Linked DNA regions of Mus musculus: all the other regions are linked to region 2. The links are chromatin contacts, called in public HiChIP or PLAC-seq maps. All regions are on one chromosome and are shown on one strand. The core of a region is the stretch at or near the end of the contact, and the rest is flanking DNA. Distances in the headings are between cores, read along the strand shown. Region 1 has its middle 12 kb from the start of Gm52732. Region 2 holds the start of Coro2a (coronin, actin binding protein 2A). Region 3 overlaps Col15a1 (collagen, type XV, alpha 1).

Region 1 (3,414 bases), core at 695-3,194, 710 kb after region 2:
AAAGTTTATCATCGGTAAACGAGGTCCCCAGCTCTGCAAAGTGGGTACATTCTAAACCTCTACTTTACAAATGAAGAAAAAATGCAAGTGGAGGCTCGGCTCCTTCCTGGGTCCAGTCATGTGGCTGGCACGTGCAGGGCTGGCTTCAGGCTCAGGCCCAAAGTCCTCTCAAGGCACCACTGGATATGGATGCCTGTTGGTTCCATCTCCACTCCAAGTGCATGATTCTGGAAACATCATCAGTAGGCAAGAAGCATGCTGAGCTATTTCTTCCCATTCAGTGGGGACTGGCCCAGAAAGTCATCGGAGTGACTGCATCCTCCTAAGTCCTTGAAGTAGGAAGGAAATTCAGAACAAAACCAAAACAATATAAAACAAAACAACCCAGACCGTCCACTTCAAAATCCACAGCAGGAAGAGCATAGAATCTTTCTAATGAGTCAGAAACAGAAATGGCTACAGGGGAAAGTCCCAGTGGTAGATGGCTGGGGACAGATCCAGTGCTAAGTTACAGGTGGGGAGTTCTTGGCATGGGCACAGTGGCACGAGGAAGAGGACAGGAGGGTGCTGAGTCAGGAAGTATAGATGTCACCCACACCAGTCAGAGCCCACCAGAACAGAGACCATAGAAAGGACACGGTGGAGCAGAGCTGAGGGAAGCCAGGAAGAGAGATGCCCACTTCTCCTGACCCTAGGAGAGGGTGGTGAGACTTTCCCCCTCTGCATGCCCTGGAGGACCTACGTTCACAGACAAGAGTCAACTACAGCTACGTGCACTCTGACCAATCATTCCAATCCTGTGCTTGGCATTCAAGAGACTTCACTGAGTGTTTGCCTTGCTAATCTTTCCTGTCCCATGCCAAAATCTACCTGTCTGGTCTTTCACAGGGTCTCTTAGGCAAACCACATAGACTCTTCTGATGGGCCACGTCATGTCCTGTACCATCTTAGCAAAGCCTTAATCATTGTCTCTTCCTTCCCACAACACTGCTGTGACATCCCCTAGGCTGACATACCTGGTGTCATACCCCTCTCACTGGCTACCTGGCATACTTCACACCTGAAATATAACACTCAGCTAGCTAAAACATAGTGGCTGAAGGGTCTCCAAGCCTTCACTACGCATTGGCCTGGACGACTTGGGGGTACTAGAAGGCTGTTAAGCCAACCCTCACCCAGGCCAAACACAGGAAGGAATATGTAGGTATGTATGGCTATAACCTCTATAAGCTGGAGGGCTTTGAGGGTGCTCTGTGTCTGTATCAAAGACCTTCAGGTCTTAAGCTTGTGGCTTCAACCTTCCTGGATCTTCCATCCAGCAATATAACCAGAGCAAGAGAAACGGCTGCCAACCCACGTAGGAGAGGGGGCCGATCTTATGAGGACAACAGCTTGGGAAGAACAGAATAGCAAATGAGCGGAGCAGCTCAGGGGGTGGGAAGGTAGGGGTGGGGATGGCGGTGGGAGGGTGTGCGGGTATGGGTGGGGATGTGGGGTGGTGGTGGTGGTGGGGAAGAGTCTGGTGTGACTCCATGATATGGCCTGAAACAGACCTGGTAAGATGAAAAAACTGGGTCACAGGAACTACCCTCAGGTCTCCAGTGTCCTCTGGATCCCTTGGCTGAGGGCTGTCATCTGTACGTGAACAGGATAGAAGCAGAATTGTGGGAACTGTCAACAGCCTAGTATCGTGGCTGAGTATTAGTTAAGGTTCAGAAAAATAAAGAGTAAAAATAAAAAGAGGAATGAGTTTGTTCATGAGAACAAGAAGTGGGACAGGAGTACAGACTTAATGTGGTAATGTCACACTTGGGTTAAGGTCATCTTCCCATCTGGCTGTCTGGCTGGCAGGCTGACTTCTGCTTTTCTCTGTGTATGTCTCCTTCCTTTCAACCAAAGACAAGCTGCCTTCGTGGGTCAGGGTGCAGACAGCTTCAGACCTGCATTGCTCTCTGTTAACCAAGAGCTCACACCCACAGAGGGAAGGGGAGGCTTCCTCTCCCCATGGGGGTTACGTCAGTTCCTAAAAATGACCACCACTGGCCTCACTTGAGTTGTGTGTCCAGTGTCCAGGGCTGTGATGGGCAGCCTCACCAGAGAGGAGACTTGCAGGAGAAAACAAAACTTCCTCCATCCAAAATGCCTAAGGTCTCTGAAATGACCAGAACACTGAAAAGATTAAAACACAGATTCATCCTGGCCAGCAAGAGGGATGGGATGGTGTGGGCAGGCAGGCAGAAGTGAGCTCACGTCAGCTTGGAGTTCTACAGTAAAGCATCTAAACTTTATCTTACAATGAATGGGCAGGCACATCGGGAAGATCTGAAGCGCTGGATGGGATTGGCTCTGGGTTGGTTAGTTTGCTCATTCACTCAGAAGTCTCTGGGATACTCATCTTTTTTCTCCTGATCATGTTTCATTGTGGAGACACAAACATAAATAAATGGTGGCTCCTTTTTCAAGTCCACCAACCCCTTCCATTTTTTTTTAAATCATTTTTAAGTTTCCTTTCTCCAACTCCTTTCATGACCCCTTCCAATTCCTGGCCTCCTCCTCTTTAACTGTTATCCTGTGCATAAATATATAAATACAACCTGACCAAGACAACTCTAAATGCCACAGACTGTTCTGAATTCCATGCACATCCCTCGGCACTCAGGAACTCTCCAGTCAAGACAAATGCATTGTCCCAGTCTCCCTTAACCTAGTAGCAAGAGAGAGACTTTTCCAGCTGCTTCTGAGCTCTGAGTCACCAGGAAAGCACTGAGTCTCTTCAAAGCCTTTTCTAGCCAGTAATAGGTTTCCCTGTCTTGACTTCTGTCGGGTCCTCTAATTCGTGTGGCAGTCAAATGCTGGAGAGTTCTTTGCCTCTGAATTTTGGCTCTGCCGCTTGCTGTCCACGTCATCACTGGCGAGTTTTCCAAGTCAAGCTGAGCATCATCCCTGCATTTAATCCTTCCCTGCAACTAACTCAGTGTTTTCCTTTGACAAATAGGGAATCACTGAAAGTGCTCCTCATTGGATGAGCTTACTTGTAGTGTTGGAAGTGATGTTTTAGCACTTCGGTGTGCCTGCCATTCTTCGCCTGGCCAGGTGTAACCAGGAGGAGCCGAGCTTTCTTCCCCATGCTGTGCTAGATGCTATCTCCCAATCCACATAGCTTTTCCAGCCATCTTCAAGCCCAGGACTGATTCCCCATGTCCTCCCTGGTACAACCCTGACTGTTGCTAGTGAGTATCCGCTTTCCCCACATACTCTGGCTGCCCTGCTTTCCACTCCTTTTTCCAAACTCTGGCAACTAAAATGCTTTTTATCATCTTACTTAGTAAGAGCTCAGTCCTGAGACTAGGGGTAGATCCCTTTGGGTTAGCAGGGACACAGTGTGAAGTAGACTTCCTATCTCCTGCATGAGCC
Region 2 (3,691 bases), core at 7-2,506:
GGTGCTGAGCCTGTTCCTTAGTGGGGACAGATGTCAGGAAATGAGGCAGAAGTGTCCAGAGATGGGCTTAAGCCTTTCTCTCCCTCCACATCCCTCAAGAGATGTCTGGAGGCGAGGGACGTGTAAGGACACATTCCTGTGCTGAGGCACAGGTGGTTATGAACAAGTCCCTGGAGCATTCGCAGAAGAGCAGGCTCTGAGACAGAAGGGCCACATGCTAGCTAAGGGACACTATCAGGATTGCAGCCACAGTGGGACCAGATTCCCCAGTTTCGCTAGTGAGAGTCCCCATCTCGAGAAGAATGCAACATAAGACCTTCATCAAAAGGCATCTTATAGAACTTCCCAGCCCTACACCAGAGGTCTTTAAAGATCCTGGAGTCACTGCACCCCTAGATACATGCTCAGTCCCCCAACCCCCGGAGACACTGTTTTCCTGGCAAGTGGACTGAGGACCGAGTGTGGTAGTACCAACCCTGTCCCACCAGGCTGGTACGCAGAACTGGGCTCCGGCAGCTGGCCAGGGCGCGGACCAGGACGTCCTTCTCCATTGCCCGAATGCAGGTGGGTGTTTGCTCGGCTCGGGTCCAGGCAGGTCTGAGGCTGAGATCTGGCCATTGCCAGCGCGGGGCTCCTCCTCCAGCTCCAGGCGATGAGCCTGGTCTGGGTAGCAGACTGCTCGCCCCACCCGCGCGCCCAGGTCGCCTCGGCAGGGACTCAGGGATGCTTCCTCCTCCACCGTTTCCCGGGACTGGAAGCTGAGGCCCCCGCGGGTAACCCAGCCAGGACAGGAACAATCACGACTCGGGTCCACGGGGCACCTGGGCCACACCGGGGCCTGTCGAGACTGGCTGCCGCGCCCAGGGCGGGCCGCTCACCGCCGCAAGAGGCGCGGGCGGTAAGGACTGGCCCCTAACCTCTGGAGCGCGAACCTGGGGGTCGCTGCTCCTAGTCACCCACTGAGGGAGCGGCCGCACCAGTATCCCGATGGGGAAACTGAGGACTGGAGCGGGGCAGAGCTTTGTGTGAGATCGTGCGGGGGTCTGGAGGATAGGTCTCCGCGACGCCGGGGACAGCATCCCTCCCGCCACAGAGCCGCAGCCCGGGCGCAGCGAGCGTCCCGCCCGGCCCGGTCCCACCCTACCTTGTTGGCTGCCGCGCAGGTGGCGGCGGCGGCGGCTCCGGCTCCCGCTCCGCGCTTCGCGCCGCCCGCCGAGTCCCCGCGCCCAGTGCCGCCGCCTCCCCGCGCAGCCCGGCGGGCGGGACCGGGCCGGGCGGGGTCGGGGCGGGGCGGGACGGAGAGGCCCCGCCTGTGCGCCGCCCGTCGCCCGCAGCTCGGTTCCCGTCCCGCGTGCACACACTCTCGCCTCCGACACGCTCTCGCCGCAGGCTTTGGGTGGGACTCGGGTCCCGAACCTCAGTTTCCCCTTGCTGAGATGGAGACTGTCATCGCGCCTGCCTCCCAGATGGCTCGAAGCTGGATCCCGCAGCGAGCGCCGGGACCGCAGCTCTGCAGGCGGCGGGAGAACTGGAGAGCGGAGGGCGGCTGCGCATCCGGGAGATCCTTCCCACTGCTGCCATTAGGGGGCGCTGCGTCCAAGCCGCTCCCTCTTTCAGCCGGGTGCTCACTGAATATGGAAGATAGGACGTCATATCTTTCATAATAACCACGCCACACCACCTGTCTTGGAAAGTGTTCTTCGTGTCTTGTAGTGATGTGTTTGGTGGGGGGCGGGGGGGAGGAGGGAGACTAGCACTGTACCTGGCACAAAGTAGGTATTGTATATATTGTTAACTAAGAACACAATTTATTACATTTGATCTACCAACGCCTTCAATGTAGTCATAATACTCCCATTTCATAGACAAGAAGTTGAGACTTTAGCTGAGTTCTTGGTAGGCTCTATAACAAATTTAATGTGTGTGTGTGTATGATTTGTGATGGTGGGATTGAACATTAGGACCGTGCATATGCTTGCCAGGCAAGTATTCTACCTTTGAGCTACACTGTGAGACCTCTCCTCTTTTTCTGAAACAAGAGTTCACTAAATTGCTTAGGTTGGCTTTGAACTAGCCATCTTCCTCCCTCAGCCTCTAGGAGCTGGGATTGTAGGACTACACCACCACACTCAGCTCTGGTGAGTCCTTGATCACTTTAGAACAGCAGTCGCTAAAGCCTTCCTCTAGTTCCTGCTGAACCACAGGGCCCTGGGCCGGTTTTCTTCCTAGAGCTGTGGGTTTCCCACGTCTGAATTCCCCCTGCATCCCGCTTGGAGCTGCACTGGCAGAAGCACACAGCGCACAACCGCAGCAGTTGGACCTTTGCCCTCAAGGGTCCATGGTAATCTAAAACATTTTTGTCACTTTTTAACGAGTGTGTGTGTGTGTGTGTGTGTGTGTGTGTGTGTGTGCAAACTTTCAGAAGTTAGTTCTTTCCTTTCATCTTATTTCTGCAATGCTACATATTCCTGGCTGACTGTCCCTGAGCTATCGGGCAATATATCAGATGCCTCCCATCTCCAAGTAGGAGGGCTGCATTCAGCTTTTTACATGGTTCCTGGGGACAGGTCTCAGGCTGCCTGGCTCCTGAGACAGCACTATCACCCTCTTAGGCATTTTACCAGCCCATTTATTAATTTTTTTAAGGAGGGTCCCACATAGCCCAGGTCGGTCTTAGACTGTCTATGAACTAAGAAGAACCCATGAACTCATTCTCCTGTCTACCTCCTAAAGGCTGGGGCCACCATGCCAGGCCCACCACAGTGTTTCTGACTTGGCTTTACCCTGGAGCAGGCTGACTCATCTGGATGCCCCAACACAGTAAAGGCGGAGGCTAGGGTCTGGTGGTCCTCTCTCTCTCAGCATCATTCCCAAGCTCCCGCTCGCATCATCTCCTTTGGAAGGTCTCTTTCAAAATCATCTTAAAAGAAACTCTTTTTTCATGGTGCCAGGCCAGTTGTCTGTTGGGACAGGCTTGTTTGACAGGATTATCTGGGGGACTGTGGGCACGTGGACCCGTAAATCAGAGGGGAGACCTGGAACCTGGCATGCCTCTTCTGTGTCTGGGGAGGGGCTTTCCCTGTGTCCTCTTACCGGTTCCTAATCCTACCTCAGGTGTGGAAGGCAGCCCCTGACAACCCCTAAGTTACACACAAGGGGACACAGCCTACCAGGGCCTGCTCAGACACTATGGGGTCAGACACTATGGGACGTGTTGGGTTGGGAGACATCACTGATTGACTTTCTACTTGTCCTGTAGAATGTGGCCGTGTGTGTGTGTGTGTGTGTGTGTGTGTGTGTGTGTGTGTTGTACTGGGAGAAGATAGCCCCTGGGCAAGGGTCTATTTGGGATATAAGCTTGAACAAAGTAGTTTGGGGGCGTATCCCTCTCACATCCAGTCTTTGGGGTCTCTAGGCCCCTGTCCCTTTGTTCTCTGAGAAGGCCTGCTGGTCCAGGGGTGGGAGGGGTCGATCATGGAGTTCCATCTCTGTTCTGGGTAGGAAGGTGGGGCTGTGGCATCAGATCTTCCAGCCTCTGAAGCAGTGGCCCCTGGGGAAGGGGCAGCAGCTGTGGGGCGAGCAAGGAACCTGACACTAGGGGTAGGCCCCAGGCCCTGAGGGAGGGGCAGGCTCTGCCCCAGCAGCAGCCCAGAGAGTCTCAGGCTCGCCCGCACCCCTTGTTTGTTTCTGT
Region 3 (3,623 bases), core at 635-3,134, 690 kb after region 2:
CCTTTAGAAAAGTTGGGAGATCTGAAAATCTGAGCAAATGCTTCTAGGTGAGGAGAGGCAGGAGACCAGGAACCGGGCAGGCGGGTACTCCAGGGCCATTGCCAATGTCCCTTCATCCTGTCCCTGCTGCTCTCCCTACAAGAGCAGTCCCAGCACTCCCCTATCTCTGGACTCTGAGTTTCGGGCATTTGCTAGCCTGGTGCTTGTTTTGCTTCTAGGGACCCAAAGGACCACCAGGACACAAAGGAGAGTTTGGCCTCCCAGGACGACCTGTAGGTATCAGTGTTCCCCAGACTAAAAGATGGGGCATGTGGTGGCAAAGCTGACCCACAGCAAGAGCTCACTAAGGCATCTTGTGTGTATCTCAGGGTCGCCCAGGACTGAATGGCCTCAAGGGTGCCAAAGGAGATCGAGGGGTCACGCTGCCTGTGAGTACCATGGCTACTTCTGCACCTCATGCCCTGGGGCTGCAGTGCAGACGAGATCCTGTTAGAGTGTCCAGTACCTCGAAGTTCAATGAGTGGGGCCTGCAGAATGTGTGCTCAGGGAAGCTTTCTTTCTTCCTCCATTGCTTCCAGAGGTGCACACACTCAGCCCCGCTCCCCCCCATCTCACTCTCAGGAGGGTCCTGTGTCCCACCTAGACCATTCCCATGCTGAAGAGTGTCAGTCTCCCCAATGCAGACACCAGACAGAAAGGAGAAGGAAAGAAAAGGGGTTCTATGCATCCTGTGTCCCCCCTCCTTGCTCCCACACACGGCCCAGGAATGCAGATCTTAACGGAGCATTGCTCCGGGAACCAGAATCTGGGTTCCAATTTCAGTTCTCTGTGAGCTGCTGTGTGGCTCTGAGCAGGTTGTATCCCTTCTCTGGGCCTCATTATTTGTGGGTGTCAGCCAGGACGGCATAGCTGTCCAGCTGTCTCCCGCATGCTTTACCAACCCTTTTCAGTATGCCCCAGATGAGGGAGTGCTCTGGAAGCTACTCCCTCCCAGCTTCCAGCTCAGAGTGTGTAGCAAATGCTGTAGCTGCCTCCCACATCCTTAAACACAGCAGCGGCTTTTCTTTTCTTCCTTCAGGGTCCACCTGGCCTACCTGGACCCCCAGGGCCCCCAGGGCCCCCTGGAGCTGTGGTTAACATCAAAGGCGTAAGTTAGGATGGGGTTGGGAGAAGCTTTCCTGGGGACCCTGCAGTGAGCACCAGATTGGCCTCAGCTGGTGCTAGGTTTCCTGATGCCTTCACCCCTCATATTCTCTTTCCACAGGCTGTTTTTCCAATACCTGCCCGGCCACACTGCAAAACACCAGTAAGTAACTCTCATGTCTTCATGCAGCAGGCTAAGTACCAGTGCCTGTTTTAGGAAACGGATCCATCTTGCCTTGGGCACTTTTCCATTCCTGTATGTCTACTCTCTGATATCATCTATCTACATATAGGCCCTTAAAGATCTAGAAGTTTCTAGATAATAGACCCTGGTAATGAAATACCACACACTGGCTTATTTTAACAGTGAGTCGTCTATTAGTAAAACAAACATTTGGCCTCAGGGGCGGAAGAAGCATAAAATTGCAAAATAGACTCCTTCTTAACTAAAAGAAGTGACCGGAACTCGTGGCCTCTGAGCTGGGAACTGGGGGTTAAAATTTGTAACTACTCAGTTCCATCCTCCTCAAAGATTGAGTTACCCAAGAGGCAAGCGTTATCTCTCCCAGTTATCATGGGAAGACAGCTACCCACAGAAGCTCTTTGGTTAGCCCAAGGTCACGGAGCATGGGGCAGCTGGGACCACAGCTCAGATCTCCTGGTGACCAGGAAGCAGGTGCAGGCACTGTGATCCTTGCCCAGCCTCCCCCTCCCCCAGGCAGTTGGCAGTACCGTCTGTAGGATTTTGCCAGTATCATAGGGAGACATTTATTTCTGTGAGGAAACACGGGGACAAGGCATGAGTCATGGATCTGTGCGCAATCATTCTCTCATTCTTTCAGTAAATATTTACTGAGCTCTCCCCAGTGCCAAGGACTCTTGCTAGGCCCCGGGGGGAACACAGGAATGACCTAGACAGACGTGGTCTCTGCTTTCTGGAGTTTGCAGATGATCATTTCAAAATATTCTTTGAAGTGGGCTTATACTGATTCCCGTGGGAATGGGAATGCTGCTGGTCGCTGATGCCTCTAACTGATGCAGGCCGGCTGGCTGTGTATTGGCCTAGGCCTATGTCCAAATCTGACCTTTGAGGCGTCCATGTGGGCAGCCCACGGTCCAAGCATGCTAGCCTGGAAGGCAGAGCGCGGGATCCCCCAGGGGACAGGGCTGAAGCTCCAAGTGAGCCCAACAGCAGCACCAAGGGCGTGTTTATCCAGATAACTGTAGCGAGGCATCTGCTGCAAGTGCAGCTTCTGGAGATACCCCAAGAAAACACTGCATCTCCTCATACAAGGGCAGAGGCTGCCTAGGTCCCACTGTTTCCCAGAGCTCAAGGTCCCTCCTCTCAACACAGAGCCCCACCTCCTTACTACCTCCCACAAACAATCCCAACACACCAAGTATGAGACAGAAGACCACAAACTTTAGACTGTTGTGGGAATGATACTGCAGTTGTACAACCTGTAGTGGAACCCTGTGTGGTATCTACACTCGGGGGATGGTGGGGCAGTTATGGAGTGACTTAAACTCAATGCCAGGCTCAACGTGTTTTGTCTTGTTTTAATTTCCTGTGGCATACTGGGACACCGTAGCGTTTGGAGGCATGGGTGTTTCCTACGAGGCCCTCAAAGTAGACATTATCAAACAGAAACACACCCAGCACTTCGCAAGCATCTTCCAGTTTCATCAGTTTAACATCATGACAGTTTATATACTCCTACCACCTTGCTTAACCACTTGTAAAGGTCGTCCTTAGATTTTCTTTCTGGAAGGTTCCTTCCTCTTCCCAATATCTTTTCATGATGACCCCTAAGCAGCTTGCAATCCCCACTTACAAGCACAGAAAGATCCCAGATCTAGGTGGAGCATCTTCTGGGGAAAGATGGAGGCAGAGTGAGATGGTTACCTTTAATTGTCAACATAGAACAAATCAAATTGGCCGAGAAAAGAGTCTCAATAAGGAGTTGTCTAGATCAGGTTGGCCTGGAATTATCTAGATTACCTAAGCCAAGACAGGAAAACCTGCCCACTATACTAGACACCATACCCTAGGCAAGAGATTCTAAGCTGCCTAAGAGTGGAGAAAGTGAGCTGACATTCACGTGCATACATTAATTCATTGCTCTCTGCTCTTGACTGTGGATTTAATGTGACTAACTGCTTCCATGCAGTGCTGCCTTGACTTCACAGCAGTGATGGACTGTAACCTGGAGTTGTAAACCAAATAAACCCTTTCTCCCACAAGTTGCTTTCGCTAGGGTTTCCAATCACAGTAACAAGGAATGAAGCTAAGACAGTTGAACAGTGTTATCCAGAACTGCTTGGATTCCAGACCCCTGTCACCTAATGAAGAGTCCATAAAAGCCCCTCCAATCTAATGACAACCCTGCTATTTGTCACTGCCACTGCTGCCTGACCTGTGCCTTATGCCTGTCTCTGATTACACTCAGTAGCAAAGCAGACGATTGGCCCAGCTTCAG

Evidence for each region. HiChIP or PLAC-seq counts read pairs in DNA pulled down with a chosen protein or histone mark.
Region 1: a contact with region 2 is called in an H3K27ac HiChIP or PLAC-seq map of microglia, with 4 times the contacts expected there. The contact joins the enhancer-like site here to the promoter of Coro2a in region 2. A contact is called at or near these places in 4 of 115 datasets of contacts at active chromatin or transcription factors (T-cell acute lymphoblastic leukemia, bone marrow-derived macrophages, microglia and 1 more).
Region 3: an H3K27ac HiChIP or PLAC-seq map of T-cell acute lymphoblastic leukemia shows a contact between it and region 2, with 2.3 times the contacts expected there. The contact joins the enhancer-like site here to the promoter of Coro2a in region 2. A contact is called at or near these places in 1 of 39 promoter capture datasets (hippocampal neurons) and 4 of 115 datasets of contacts at active chromatin or transcription factors (T-cell acute lymphoblastic leukemia, bone marrow-derived macrophages, microglia and 1 more).

What each region holds. Positions count from the first base shown.
Region 1 is chr4:47,313,752-47,317,165 of GRCm38.p6, forward strand. No RefSeq gene overlaps it. Among named protein-coding and RNA genes, the nearest start is that of Gm52732, 12 kb to the left of the region's middle. Within about 2 kb of position 1,945, at least 104 of the 459 cell types and tissues checked have an H3K27ac peak or open chromatin away from gene starts, as enhancers often do. A contact at or near this core is called in bone marrow-derived macrophages and microglia, where this site is marked.
Region 2 is chr4:46,600,673-46,604,363 of GRCm38.p6, forward strand. Coro2a (coronin, actin binding protein 2A) reads right to left here and starts at 1,257. Exons shown (of 12, transcript NM_001164804.1): 1 at 1,145-1,257.
Region 3 is chr4:47,292,102-47,295,724 of GRCm38.p6, forward strand. Col15a1 (collagen, type XV, alpha 1) reads left to right here. Exons shown (of 40, transcript NM_009928.3): 25 at 219-272; 26 at 369-428; 27 at 1,079-1,147; 28 at 1,265-1,306. Gm52732 (a long non-coding RNA gene) reads right to left here. Exons shown (of 3, transcript XR_003955396.1): 3 at 1,655-3,623. Among named protein-coding and RNA genes, the nearest start is that of Gm52732, 9.3 kb to the right of the region's middle. Within about 2 kb of position 1,885, at least 147 of the 459 cell types and tissues checked have an H3K27ac peak or open chromatin away from gene starts, as enhancers often do. A contact at or near this core is called in T-cell acute lymphoblastic leukemia, bone marrow-derived macrophages, hippocampal neurons and 1 more, where this site is marked.